Regions from separate parts of the Pan troglodytes genome. Here all the other regions are linked to region 3. Evidence: chromatin contacts called from public Hi-C and HiChIP or PLAC-seq data. All regions are on one chromosome and are shown on one strand. Each heading gives the region's core, a stretch centred on a gene start, on an enhancer-like site or on the middle of the called end of the contact. The rest is flanking DNA. Distances are from core to core; before and after follow the strand shown.

Region 1 (4,756 bases), core at 1,073-3,572, 320 kb before region 3:
TCCTGCCTCAGCCTCCCAAGTAGCTAGGACTACGGGCATGCTGCACCATGCCCAGTTAACTTCTGTATTTTTTTGTAGAGACAGGGTTTTGCCATGTTACTCAGGCTGTTCTCCAACCCCTGGTCCAAGTGATCTGCCCACTGTGCGTAGCCTATTCTTTTTTTTTATGACTGTGTAGTATTCCATGGTGTATATGAACCACATTTTCTTTAAGCAATCTACCTTTGATGGGCACTTAGGTTGATTTCATGTCTTTGCTATTGTGACTAGCACAGCTATGAACATATGTGTGTGTGTTTCTTTATGATAGAATGATTTATATTCCTTTGAGTATATACCCAGTAATGGGATTGCTAGGTTGAATGGTAGTTCTATTTTAAGTTATTTGAGAAATCTCCAAACTGCTTTCCACAGTGGCTGAACTAATTTACATTCCCACCAGCAGTGTAGAAGCATTCCCTTTTCTTCACAACCTTGCCAGCATCTGTTTTTCTTTTCTTTTCTTTTCTTTTTTTTCCAGACAGAGTCTAGCTCTGTCACCCAGACTGGAGTGCAGTGGCATGATCTTGACTCACTGCACCCTTTGCCTCCCGGGTTCAAGCGATTCTCCTGCCTCAGCCTCTCGAGTAGCTGGCATTACAGGCACAGGGTACCACACCAGGATAATTTTTTGTATTTTTAGTAGAGATGGGGTTTCACTATGTTGGCCAGGCTGCTGTCAAACTCCTGACCTCAAGTGATCCTCCCGCCTTGGCCTCCCAAAGTGCTGGGATTACAGGTGTGAGCCACCGCACCCGGCCTATTTTTTTATTTTAATCATAGCCATTCTGACTGGTGTGAGATGGTATCTCATTGTGGCTTAGAGTGTTAATAGCCCTCTTGGGTAAGTGGCCAACTTGGAACATAAACCCAGGACCAAGTCATTCCAGAACTCTTTCTTTAAACCACTTTGCTACCTTGCTAGCTTGTGAGTGCACACCTCTTTGGGCTTCTCTTTATTAAATAATATGCAGCTTTCAGATACATATGTATAATATATAGTCGCAAGGGACTTTTTAAAGAGTTTGCCTATTCTGTATTCTTAAGATGCTAGGAGGTACTATAAATGCAAGTTTAGGAGACTTAAGAAAGTCGACATCTAAAAACAGAGAGATAATGGTATCCAACTTTAAAGTGTTTCTGAGAGGGTCAAGTGAACATCACGGTAAAAGGCAGTGTTACTACTTTTGGTTTGGTTGCTTTTTCTTTTTGTTTTTTTTTTCTTTTTTGGTCACCAACTTCTCCCAATAAAGAACTTGGGTTTGTGGTACCCAGATTTAGGTTCCAATACCTTTAAAATTGAAGGTGAACCAGAGTGTTGGGAGGCAGATTACTTATAGCATAGCACCACACTGTATTTTAATGATTTGTTCCTTTAATTACCTGTTCCCTTCTCCTGGTCTCTGTATGCCCATGGGGCAATAACTCTACCTTTCTAATTTTAATATCTCCTGGCCGGGCGCAGTGGCTCACTCCTGTAACCCCAGCACTTTGGGAGACCGAGGTGGGCTGATCACGAGGTCAGAAGTTCGAGAGGAGCCTAGCCAACATGGTGAAACCCTGTCTCTACAAAAATACAAAAATTAGCCAGGCGTGGTGGCGTGCATCTGTAATCCCAGCTACTCAAGAGGATGAGGCCAGAGAATCGCTTCAACCCGGAGGTGGAGGTTGCAGTGAGCTGAGATGGTGCCATTGCACTCCAGCCTGGGCGACAGAGCGAGACTCCGTCTCAAAAAAAAATTTTTTTTTTTATTATCTCCAGTGTCCAGCATTGTGTCCTGTGTGTATTTCAGGTTTGTTGAATTATAAATTCATGAATAACTAATTATCCCAAATAATTGTAGGGCAAAGATCAAACCTAGAAATTCCCTGAGGAATGTTCCCATTTGGTCAGTAGGTGGCAGTCTTGCCTATTTTGAGCCGGCTACATTCACTTTGTGATAACAAAACCTACTTTTCCACTCGAGGGAAAAGGAGGATGATTTGGAGCGCTCCAGAGCTGGAAGGCTTCTCAGGGGTCATTGCTCATGACTTCCGTGGGTCCCTCACTCTAGTCTGTCAAAGCAGAAGTCAGCATTTCACTCTCGATAACTACTGCATACAACTAACCAAGAGACTACTGGCTCAATGAGGAAAAAGGCGTGGACACCCCTTCAACTCAGCATTTGAGAAAAGTGAGACAAGTGCCTGCTCAAAGGCGCTTGGTGTGCAATAGTGTGTCCCAGGCTATCAGCATGCAGGAAGTGATGGCAGATACACGCCCTGAGAGTGAAGCCACAGCGAAGCTTCGACAGCAGGGGCCAGCGGCGAGTCATGAGGGGAATATAATGGCAGCTTCTCTAACTCCGGACAATATCCAGCAGCAGCTAACACTTTCTCATTCTCCAGTTAATGCAATAAAATTGCAGAGATGCTACATACGGTATTAATAGGAAGCAATAAGTATGCATTAGAATAACTCCCTTCCCAGTGTCAGGTTATTCTGACCAATGTGACTCCAGAGAGGAACTAGGCTCGCTATCAGCAACACTGAGCTACAGCTGGCTGGACTGGGCTGTGGCCTAAAATTCTCTGTCACATCTCCCTGTGCAAGACAGCAAATTTCTACCTCTGCCTCCAGCAACTTTTGTACACAGAACAATGACCCAATCCTTCCTGAGAATTGTCCCACCTACATACGGGAGAAGCAATAAAAAGAGACCCAGCCTCCCCAGGAATTTCTCTGGGCCAGAGTCACTCCTTATATTTAAGACAGTCAGCAGTTTATAACACCTGCTGCATTATAAATCTTAGTCCTCCAAACCAGTGGTCTTTCATCTTAAAATCAGTTGAGTGATGATTTGATGTCAATGTAATATTGAAGTCAGGGAAGAGAAATAACCACAAACCTCTGCTTGATATGAGAAGGCACTGTGAAGGAAAATGTTTAGGACTTACAGAAAGTACACAAGAAAAATGTATAGAATCCTTATGTTGGCAGACTAGATGTCAATTTATGGCATTTGCACATAGTATGTCTACTATTCTAGTTTTATTTTAAATGTAAGTTTCTTTACATTAAAAAAATGTTTTGGGGAGGGCACGGTGACTCATGCCTATAATTCCAGCACTTTGGAAGGCCGAGGCAGGCGGATTGCTTGAGGCCAGGAGTTCAAGACCAGCCTGGCCAACATGGAGAAACCCCATCTCTACTAAAAATACAAAAGTTAGCCAGGGGTGGTGGCATGTGCCTGCAATCCCAGCTACTCGAGAGGCTAAGGTGGGAGAATTGCTTGAACTCAGGAGGCAGAGGTTGCAGTAAGCCAAGATCACACCACTGCACTCCAGCTTGGACGACAGAGCGAGACTCTGTCTCAAATTTTAAAAAATTTAAATATTTTAAAGTTTTGGTTTATAAATATTCTCATGGAATATAAAAGGTATCTTTTACCACGTGCAGAGCAAATGACTAAATCAGAAATGAATAAGACAACAGTCCCAACCCAAAATAAAAAAGGCTTATAACAGGCCTGGCATGGTGGCTCACACCTGTAATCCCAGCACCATGAGAGGCCGAGGCTGGTGGATTGCTTGAGTCCAGGAGTTTGAGACCAGCCTGGGACACATTGTGAAACCTCACCTCTATTAAAAATACAAAAAATTAGCAAGTCATGGTGATGCTTGCCCATAGTCCCAGCTACTCGAGAAGCTGAGGTGGGAGGATCACCTGAGCCCAGGAGGTTTAGGCTGCAGTGAGCTGAGATGGCACCACTGCACTCCAGCCTGGACAACCAGAGTGAGATCCTGTCTCAAGAAATATAAAAAATAAATAAAAGAATTATAAGAGAACACTGTGACCAGCCTAACCAACATGGTGAAACTCCATCTCTACTAAAAATACAAAAATTAGCTGGGCATGGTGGTGCATGCATGCAGTCCCAGCTACTCGGGAGGCTGAGGCAGAAGAATGGCTGGAACCCGGGAGGCAGAGGTTGCAGTGATCCCAGATCATGCCACTTGCACTCCAGCCTGGGTGACAGAGCACGTTTCTGTCTCAAAAATAAAATAAAATAATAAAAATAAAGAGAACACTGTGAAAAATTGTGTGCCAACCAATTAGATAACCTAGTTGAAATGGATAAATTACTTGACAGACACAAACTACAAAAACAGACTCAAGAAGAGTAGAAAATCACAGAAAAAAAGAGAAATAAAAAAGAAGAATAGAAAATCTGAAAAGATGTATAACAAGAGAATTATTAATCAAAAACTTCCCACAAAGAATAGCCCAGGGTCAGATGACTTCACTGGTGAATTCTACCAAATATTTAAAGAATTGATGCCAATCCTTCAAAAATTCTTCAAAAAAAAAAAGAGGAGGAAACACTTCGAAATCATTCTATTTGCCTAGTATAACACATACCAAAGACATCACAAAAAACTACAAATATATTTTAAATGATACATGCAAAACTCAACAAAATACAAGCAATCCAAATTCAGCAACATATAAAAGAGGATTATATACTATGACCAAGTGGAATTTATCCCAGGTATACAAGGTTGGTTTAATATCTGAAAATCTGTCAATGTAATACACCAAATTAATAGAATAAAAGACAAAAACACATACTGATAAGAGATAGCCCATGTTCATGGATTAGAAGACTTTTTTTTTGAGACATGGTCTCACTTTGTCACTCAAGCTGGAGTACAGTGGCACAATCATGGCTCACTG
Region 2 (4,846 bases), core at 1,700-4,199, 290 kb before region 3:
ATTAGCCGGGTGTGGTGGCGCACGACTATAGTCCCAGCTACTCAGGAGGCTGAGGCAGGAGTATTTCTTGAACCCAGGAGGCAGAGGTTGCAGTGAGCCGAGATCGTGCCACTGCACTCCAGCCTGGGCAACAGAGCGAGACTCCATCTCAAAAACAAAAAAAAAAAAAAAAAAAAAGAAGGCAAGCTTTACAGATATGCAGAAGAGCAGCATTCCAGGACCAAGGGACAGAGCCCTGCCATGATAGCATGACAGCTTTCCAAAACCACAGCAATCACCACTACATAACAGTTACAAACACAAATGGGCTAAAAATAAAGGGGGTAGAGTACTGATTATCTGGAAATCAAAACTATCTCCTACGGGCCAGGCATGGTGGCTCACACCTGTAATTCCAGCACTTTGGGAGGCCGAGGTGAGCAGATCACTTAAGGTCAGGAGTTCAAGATCAGCCTGGCCAACATAGTGAAACCCTGTCTCTACTAAAAATAAATAAAATTAGCTGGGCATGGTGGTGGGTGCCTGTAATCCCAGCTATTCAGGAGACTGAGGCAGGAGAATCACTTGAACTTGTGAGGTGGAGGTTGCAGGAGCCGAGACTGCGCCACTGTACTCCAGCTCAGGCAACAGAGCAAGACTCCGTCTAAAAAAAAAAAAATCCTCCTATATAACACCAAAAGATCTAATCAAGACTTACCTCCTCAACCAGCTGGACACCATAATCCCTTTTAAGTGGCTGGATGGTCACACCTCTCCCATTGACAAGCTGGGTTAAGTCAATAGGTTGACTAGGATCAACACGACCCAAATCAATAAGATACTGCAGTCTATTGAGACTCAAAGGCTTATACTGGCGTCTGAAACTGTAAAACAAGAATGTAAGAGTTGGAAAACTCTCATCTTCCTGTAACTTCTCGAAATCAACTCAAAGCTTTGTCTTGTGTTTTCCTCCACCAATTTTAATTATTTAACTAAACAAAACCCTCTTGAGTGTAACACAAACATGTAATATTGCTTGGTTTCGGGTAATGAAAAGAAACCTGTACCACCTTTGTTCCACTAAAAATTATTTCCCTCTCTAAGCATTTACTTCACTTATTTACACAAATAAATCTGTGGAAAATTTAACTTACTATGGAGCTCAAAGTAATAATGGTAGTTATCATTTATTAGGTGACTACAGTGGGCCAGATTTTTATGTATACTGTCTATTATTGCTCACTCTTTTAATAACCATTAGAGCTGGCATTAGAATCTCCATTTTGCAGGTCTAAGTGCAGTGTCTGGGCCTCTTTTCCTTTTAATAATCCAGGCAAGATTTCATTACCAAAAAATGGTTCAGGGGAACAGTAGCAAAAGTTTGCTTCAAAGTGAATTTACAATTTCCACCAAAATTTCTACCAAACTATTTTTAGGTGCTTTTTAATGGAAATTGGGGACCTGTACTTTAAAAAGCAAAGCAACCTTACCTATGTCCTTCGTTAAACCCGTATTTTGGGATTCGGATGTAAAATGGAGTCTGGCCTCCCTCAAAGCCCAAGCGGGGCCGGGTTCCTCTTTGCCTTTCTCCTTTATGGCCTCTGCCACATTTTCTACCTCTTCTCCGACCTCTTGGTCTTCTCTCCTGCAAGGAAAAAAGAGAATTTTATGAATTTCAGATGCATTTCTAAAAACTGCATTTCAGCTCTTCACTTTTTGTTATGCTGTTCATTCATCCAGCCCACCAGTGCTAGCTAACACTATTGTGTCAAGCATGTCCTAGTTGCTCAAAGGTCCACACACTCTGTTAGCATCTTTGCCTCTAAAGACATAGCTAATTCTTGTAACCAAAGTCCAAGTGTGTTTCAAAAGCAAAAAGTAAAGGTTAGGATGGGGATAAGGTTTTTATAATAGGTTGAAACCGAAAAAAATCCTAGAATTAAATATTCACAACATTTTAAATGATAGGCAAGAATTTATTTTGAAATTAATTGTAAATATGCAAATGTTATTCATAAACCTGTAATTTTATTTGAAAACTGATCTGTTGAAGAAAATCTTTTCCTTAATTTCCTGTCATTTCACGAAAGCAATGAACTGACTGTTAAAATGACAGTACATTGTCAACTAACAGCTTTTCTAGCTCTATTTAGTCAACTGCAGAAGGGACAGCTGCAATTCAGATCTTTCCAATGAACATAGATACACGGGGAAAACATTTCATTTTAAATCCAATTTTGAATGACACAAAGACTTTGTAGTTTCAGCGAGTCGGCTTCTCCGCCTGGTATCTTTACACTTGTAAACATAATCTTATTAAGAACTGGGTGCGGCCGGGGGCGGTGGCTCACGCCTGTAATCCCAGCACTTTGGGAGGCCGAGGCAGGCGGATCGCGAGCTCAGGAGTTCAAAACCAGCCTGGCCAACACGGTGAAACCACGTCTCTACTAAAAATACAAAAATTAGCCGGGCGTGGTGGCGGGCGCCTGTAATCCCAGCTAATCGGGAGGCTGAGGCAGGAGAATTGCTTCTGGGCGACAGAGCAAGCCTCCGTCTCGGAAAAAAAAAAAAAAAAAAAGAACTGGGTGCATGTGGAAAGATTTCCCTCTGGGCAGTAAGGGAGAACAGGCATGAGGCAATCCTATTTTCATCCCAACACCCTCCCAGAAAGGGCAGTTCTCCTAATGACAGGGAGAGAAGGGCCGCTTTCATCGCCCGGGTCCCCAGCGCTTCCCCGCACCGCCACCACCCATTTACCGGTTTCTTGGAGCCGGGATTCGGCTTTAAGTTGGCCAGGCTCACACGCGGCAGGCCCCGGAGTAGGTCCAGGGCCCGGGCCCCACCGCCCTGCAAGGGACCGGCCATAACCCGCAGATCCAAGAACTTTCAAGGGCGCCCTGAGGTGCTCGGAGGCCACGTGGTCTCGGGGGCTGCTTTGTGGCCGTGGCCCCGCCCCTGTCGCGCTGCAGCAGCGCGCGCAAGCCCGGGACTCGGGCAGAGGCGTGGGAGTCTGCAACCATGTCTCGGTTGTCCTTTTAGTTGTTTGGGGATGTGATCTTATTTTCCGAGATCCTGCTTTGTCCTCGGGGTCCCTTTTAATATTCTGAACGTAAAACCTTCTCTTTCGCCAAACGAGAGCATGCACTAAAAACACTGCGTTAAATAAAGGATCTTTTTTGAGTCAGTGTTGGGCCTTGCCTGTTTGTCTAGGCCGTGTCTTCTCTGAGGTCAATGCAGAACCCAGAGTAAAGCAAAGTGAGCTGTCAATTATTAGCTTTTGAGCTTGCGTAATTATATACCGCGAGGTACGAAAATAAAACTGAGTGCACCTATCAAAATGCCTGGCTAATAACCAATCTTTGAATAAGACTCAAAGTGTGAACTCTCATCCGTGTGCATCTGTATTGTTTTGAGTGAATCGCAGTTAGTAACCACCTATTGTTAATGACTGGCGCCATACTGAATGCCTGGTGTATGCCAGACGCTGTATTAAATAAGCCTTACTCGATTTACAGCCATTCTAGAGGTAAATGGTGTTACTACATTTTACAGTTACAACAGGGAAGGCTTAGCAAGGTCCGATAGCTTGACCAACTTCTTGCAACAAGCGGCAGAGCCAGGATTCAAACGTACACTGCTTCCTAATATAAAAGTAGTATTTTTAGAATGTAAAATTGAGTATCTGCATCACAAAATACGAACATTATTACTCGAAAAATACCAGCTCTTCTTTTTTCTCTCAAGTGACTTAAATATAGAAAAGACTGTTCCTTTTTCTTTCTTTTAGTAGTGGTTTGACATTTCACTTGCTGGGGAGTTTTTTCTGCTAGCTCTAACTAGTAATCACAAATAATGAAGGTGAGACAATTTTTGGAGGGCGTCTGTCTCTAGGTTTAACTGCGTCTTTTTTAAGTTCCTTTAAATCAAGTGTAAAATAACCACATAAAGAAAAAGTTGTATTCATTCCTTCAAGTACTATTTATAAGTAAGACACTGAACTTGTTGGAAATACACATGGATGAACTCAAATAGGATTTCATTCCCAAGTTGTTTGAAATCTAGTAGGGAACAGTTTCCAAAAGTGAATTATTATTATTATTATTTTGAGACAGAGTCTCGCTCTGTTGCTTAGGCTAGAGTGCAATGGTTCAATCTCAGCTCACTGCAACCTCTGCCTCTCTGGTTCAAGCAATTGTTCCGCCTCCGCCTCCTGAGTAGGTGGGATTACAGGCGTTCACCAGCACGCCCCGCTAATTTTTTTTTGTATGTTTAGTAGAGACGGGTTTTCGCCATGTTGGCCAGGCTGGTCTCCAACTCCTGGCCTCAGGTGATCCCCCTGCCTCGGCCTCCCAAAGTGCTGGGATTACAGGCGTGAGCCACCGCGCCTGGCCCGTGAATGTTTTTTAAAAGTTAAAGATAAAAGTAGGCCTCTTGTAGACTAATTAGCAAAAACAAAATATGTGAGTTCGATAAAATGATATGATGGTAAAGTCTAGACTCTATTTAGAAGCAAAGAAGAAATAGAATGGGGTGTGGGGGGCAATAGAACCTATTTTCTGCCTTTAATGATTTTTGGTTTGTTTGTTTGAAATGGAATCTCACTCTGTCGCCCAGGCTGGAGTGCAGTAGTGCCGTCTCGGCTCACTGCAGCCTCCTCTCCCAGGTTCAAGCGATTCTCCTGCCTCAGCCTCCCCAGTAGCTGAGATTACAGGCATGCACCACAACGTACAGCTTTTTTAGTTTGTTTGTTTGGTTGGTTTTTTAGTAGAGACTGGGTTTCACCACATTGGCCAGGCTTGTCTGAAACTCCTAACCTCAAATGATCCACCTGCCTTGGCCTCCCAAAGTGCTGGGATTACAGGTGTGA
Region 3 (4,422 bases), core at 197-2,696:
GACAGCAGTTTGCAACCTGGGACAATCCTTCCCAGAACCTCACCATGATAGCACCCCAATTCTGGACTTTCAACCTCCAGAACTGTGAGAAAATGAATTTCTGTTGTTTATAAGCCACCCAGTCTACAGCACTTTGTTACAGGAGCCTGAATGGACCAAGAAAAATCTCCGATAGAAGTGTTACAGAAATAATGTTAAGAGAGATAATGCCGGGAGTACCTGCCTCTTCTCTTCTCCCTATTCCAGGCAAATTGTCTGGTAATGTTGTGATGCTTGGAGAACGCCAGCCCAGGTGCCTGTGAAGCAGTCCCCTTTGCTCACTGCACTGTTCCTGATTTTGTTCCATATCTTTGTGCCTCCCGGAAAAGAGGAGAGCCTCCCGAAATCTGATGAGACTCGCTGTATCACGCCAGTCTGTGGCTTAGGTGATACAGAAAGGAAATGCGAAGATCAGGCCTCACTGCCAGCTTTGCTCAGTTACACAGAAAACATGCTGTTTCAGCTTTTGGGAGTTTATTAGTACACGATCGGTTTTTCTCTTTTATGAAAGTTTTCCCCCTTAGATTTGCTTTCAAAACAACAGACTTTCACTTCTGGCTAAGACAGAATGAGTGACCTAGTACAATCTTTGACACCGTTATTATATATCTTTATTCACAATCAATGCATGATTTTGATTATTCTGACTTTAATTTTACTAGTAAAAATGGGTTGGTTATAAATCCCTTTCAAAGAATTTTTTTTTTTTTTTTTTTGAGACGGAGTTTTGCTTTTTCTGCCCAGGCTGGAGTACAATGGTGCGATCTTGGCTCACTGCAACCTCTGCCTCCCGGGTTCAAGTGATTCTCCTACCTCAGCCTCCCAAGTAGCTGGGATTACAGGCATGCGCCACCACACCCAGCTAATTTTTTGTATTTTTAGTAGAGATGGGGTTTCACCATGTTGGTCAGCTGGTCTCGAACTCCAGACCTCAGGTGATCCACCGGCCTCGGCCTCCCAAAGTGCTGGGATTACAGGAGTGAGCCACCGCGCCCGGCCCCTTTCATTGCTTTTTAAGGAAAACATGCCATCATATATACCTCACCTCCAGGGCAGTACATTCTTACTTTAAGGCAAAGACAGTTGCTGAGGCCTGGACTAGGGGAAAATTTGGGCTCCAGATGGGACTGTTGGATAAAATACCAGACGTCCTGTAAATGTGAATTTTAGATAAACAACGAATAACTTTTTAGTATAAAAGTAAATACTGCAATGGAATTTATTATTTGCTAAATGTGCAACCCTAGGTTAAGAGAGCTTTTCAGACCCACTTCTCAGCCCCAGTTTTCTATTTAAAATCAGAATAAGAACGTCTGCTTCATGGAGCTGTTAAATCCAAATGGAAATTAATTTGAAAGCGCGAAATCAAACTTTTCAAAAGAATGACGGTTACAATAAGAGAGTTTTGGCCTCTGCTAGCTGCTTCCGGGCGGAGGTCCTCGGCCTCCCCTAGGCGAGGCGCTAGGTCTGGGGGCGGCGGGTCTTAGCTTGCCCGCCACGCTCGCCGCCTCCCACCTGCCCTGGCTGGCTGGGGCCCGACCCTTGCGTCGCTCCGGGGCCCAAGTTACGGACTCGGGAATCCAGTTGTCCGCACCGAACAAGCCCCGCCGCAGCGCCCGCCCCTCCTCTTGCTGCTTTGGAGTCTCCCGGCTTCCGCCTTCCGCAGCAGTCACGTGCCTCCGATCACGTGACCGGCGCCTCTGTCATTCTACTGCGGCCGCCCTGGCTTCCTTCTACCTGTGCGGCCCTCAACGTCTCCTTGGTGCGGGACCCGCTTCACTTTCGGCTCCCGGAGTCTCCCTCCACTGCTCAGACCTCTGGACCTGACAGGAGACGCCTACTTGGCTCTGACGCGGCGCCCCAGCCCGGCTGTGTCCCCGGCGCCCCGGACCACCCTCCCTGCCGGCTTTGGGTGCGTTGTGGGGTCCCGAGGATTCGCGAGGTAAGGCCGCCCTCGCGTTGTTTGGTCTCAGGCTGCAGACCAGGTCAGGCGACTCTTGCAGTTTCTCCAGCTTGCGGTGCGTGCTGGTGTCTTGCCGCTTGGTCCTCTCCTGTTCTTCGGCCCCGGTTGCCAGATTGCTTTTCTTCCAGGCCTCAACCAGGTTTATTAAGCGAAATTCTGGAGCCTTTCTCGCAGGGGGAAGAAACGTCAGGGGCGGGCAGGAGAGTGGAGCGGGAGGGGTAAAAAGTATACCTTCTCCAGGACTGGGCCACGGCCCTGGATCGCTGGGGGTGCGAGTAGTTCAGGGACTTAGGTAATTGTCTAGAGACACCTTGAGCTACCCCAGGACGGGCTGCTGAGGCTGAGCCTCCTTGGCTGCAGAGTTCCAGCCTGGCCCAGTTGAAGCCTGTTTTTTCCTGGGCCCTGTCGTTCCGCGCTGCCCAGGGTTGTTTATACAGCAAATCTTCAGATACAGAGATTAAGTTCCAAATTGATTAAGATCGTTGGAAACCCGGAATATAATTTTGGGTAGGATTTTAACTTCTTTGTGGCCATGGCTGTGAATTTATGTTTTGCAAGTGGCAACCTGTATTTTGCTTTGTGTTAAAATCAGTCGTTTGTATCTGGAAGTTTAGGAGTGAGAATTACATAGAATTTCATTATTGTAGGTTCTTGTCGTCCAGCCAGACCGCCATTGTTGTCTTATCTAAATTGTAATATGTATTTGTTCTAAAACTTTCTCTCCGAATTTTGATTTTGCAAATACTATGAATTTTGTTTGAAAAGGAAAGCACTGTCTTCTAAGAAATTATGTTCCCACTTTGTGTATTTTAATTTGAGTAATTTTCGAAAGGACTTAGAATTTTTAATGTGCCACTTCAAAATGATGCTTAGTAAATGTTTATAAAGCTAGCCTTATCCGTACTATTCATATTCTTATTGTTTCTCTATGAGAAAAGTTAACCACAATTGTATAAATTTACAATTTTTCCCATATTTATACCTATTCTATTTAATCATGATTTCTGATTTCAGTATATTAGGTGATTGCTTTAAAAATCTTACTGCAATGTTAGTGCCAATAATGAAAAAAATTTTTCTAGAAAAGCAAAAGCCTAAAGAACTCTTTTATGGAGCAGTGGACAATATTTGAAATATAATGATACTTTCAGACTTAGGACATTTAATATTTGAGTTGAATGCCTGGGGAGATTAAAGTGATCATGATATTCATAATCATAATATTAATAGTTGTAAAAAAGAGAAACACCTCATATTCTGTTTTTACCTTGCATCAAAATTGAAGATTTGTTGAAAGACATTCAAGATTACGAAGTTTAGATGACCAAAATGGATATCCGAGGTGCTGTGGATGCTGCTGTCCCCACCAATATTATTGCTGCCAAGGCTGCAGAAGTTCGTGCAAACAAAGTGAACTGGCAATCCTATCTTCAGTAAGTACCAATTTGCTGTGAATCATGGACAGTCATATGCTTTTGCATCAGACTTTTTCATGGTCATGCTTCTATGAGAGAAATACGGGGAAAATACTGAAAAATGTGGAAGAAACACTTCCTCTTCAGAATAATTAGCTGTCTTAGGGAGTTAAGTGTAGTGGGGTGGAAACAGCTTGGCGCCCTAGTGGGGAAGCAGAGCGGCTCATGGTGCTTTTGACCTTCCCTGGCTGCCTGGGGAAGTACTTTTGGAATAAGTGGGAAACATAGGAGGAATGTCCTTGGGCTAACGGAGGGAGGAAGGGGATGAGGGGCAAAACCTGCTAGACTGGTCTGATATGCCCTGGCAATCAGCATAGGGGCAGGTGGCCTTTTTAGAGTGGTGCATACAACTAATAAGAAGCACAGATATTTGAGTTGAGAGACTTGGATTTGAGTTTTGGTTCTTGCTATTAGTTTGATGATCTTAAGCAAATCACTTAACTTCTCTGAGGCTCAATAAAGTAAAATGTGAAATGGGGAGACATACCCCACAGGCTTGTTGCTGAAATAATGTATTTATTAGCACAGTAGAATACAAGCATTAGTATGTTGAATACAATAAATTTTAGTTCCCCCTTCTTTCTTGTGTGTATTAATATTTAATGTGCTGATGTTTCAGTATTTTGTATTTATCTGTAAAGTGAGCATTCATGTATTCTTGACCATATTTTATTGACTTCATATTTATTTTGGTATATTTATAACTGAGTTACCAAGGAATTCAGTTCAGATTTGCATATGCATTTTGAAAAACAAATTGAGGAATCTAGTTTTATATTAGTGTTAATTTTATATTAGTATTAATAGTTTGTGTTGTTGTAGGAGGGATCTATAATGTACAAAAATGATCCTTTAATTTCTGTTAATTTAATCACTCATCAAACATTTATTGATTACCTGCCAAGTCTGAGGCATTTTTCCAGGCTTTGAGGCCACAAAAATTCC

What was found. A called contact is a pair of places that touch in the nucleus more often than the background predicts. HiChIP or PLAC-seq counts read pairs in DNA pulled down with a chosen protein or histone mark.
Region 1: a Hi-C map of stem cell-derived neural progenitor cells shows a contact between it and region 3, with 2.8 times the contacts expected there. The contact joins the enhancer-like site here to the promoter of ATP6V1H in region 3. A contact is called at or near these places in 1 of 7 Hi-C or Micro-C datasets (stem cell-derived neural progenitor cells) and 1 of 1 datasets of contacts at active chromatin or transcription factors (stem cell-derived excitatory neurons).
Region 2: a contact with region 3 is called in an H3K4me3 HiChIP or PLAC-seq map of stem cell-derived excitatory neurons, with 3 times the contacts expected there. The contact joins the promoter of MRPL15 here to the promoter of ATP6V1H in region 3. A contact is called at or near these places in 1 of 7 Hi-C or Micro-C datasets (stem cell-derived neural progenitor cells) and 1 of 1 datasets of contacts at active chromatin or transcription factors (stem cell-derived excitatory neurons).

Annotation. Positions count from the first base shown.
Region 1 is chr7:62,748,562-62,753,317 of NHGRI_mPanTro3-v2.0_pri, reverse strand. No RefSeq gene overlaps it. Among named protein-coding and RNA genes, the nearest start is that of MRPL15, 31 kb to the right of the region's middle. Within about 2 kb of position 2,322, at least 6 of the 24 cell types and tissues checked have an H3K27ac peak or open chromatin away from gene starts, as enhancers often do. A contact at or near this core is called in stem cell-derived neural progenitor cells, where this site is marked.
Region 2 is chr7:62,718,372-62,723,217 of NHGRI_mPanTro3-v2.0_pri, reverse strand. MRPL15 (mitochondrial ribosomal protein L15) reads right to left here and starts at 2,949. Exons shown (of 5, transcript XM_528136.7): 1 at 2,737-2,949; 2 at 1,470-1,624; 3 at 698-863. The coding sequence starts at 2,844.
Region 3 is chr7:62,426,193-62,430,614 of NHGRI_mPanTro3-v2.0_pri, reverse strand. ATP6V1H (ATPase H+ transporting V1 subunit H) reads left to right here and starts at 1,446. Exons shown (of 14, transcript XM_016959475.3): 1 at 1,446-1,981; 2 at 3,288-3,435. The coding sequence starts at 3,323.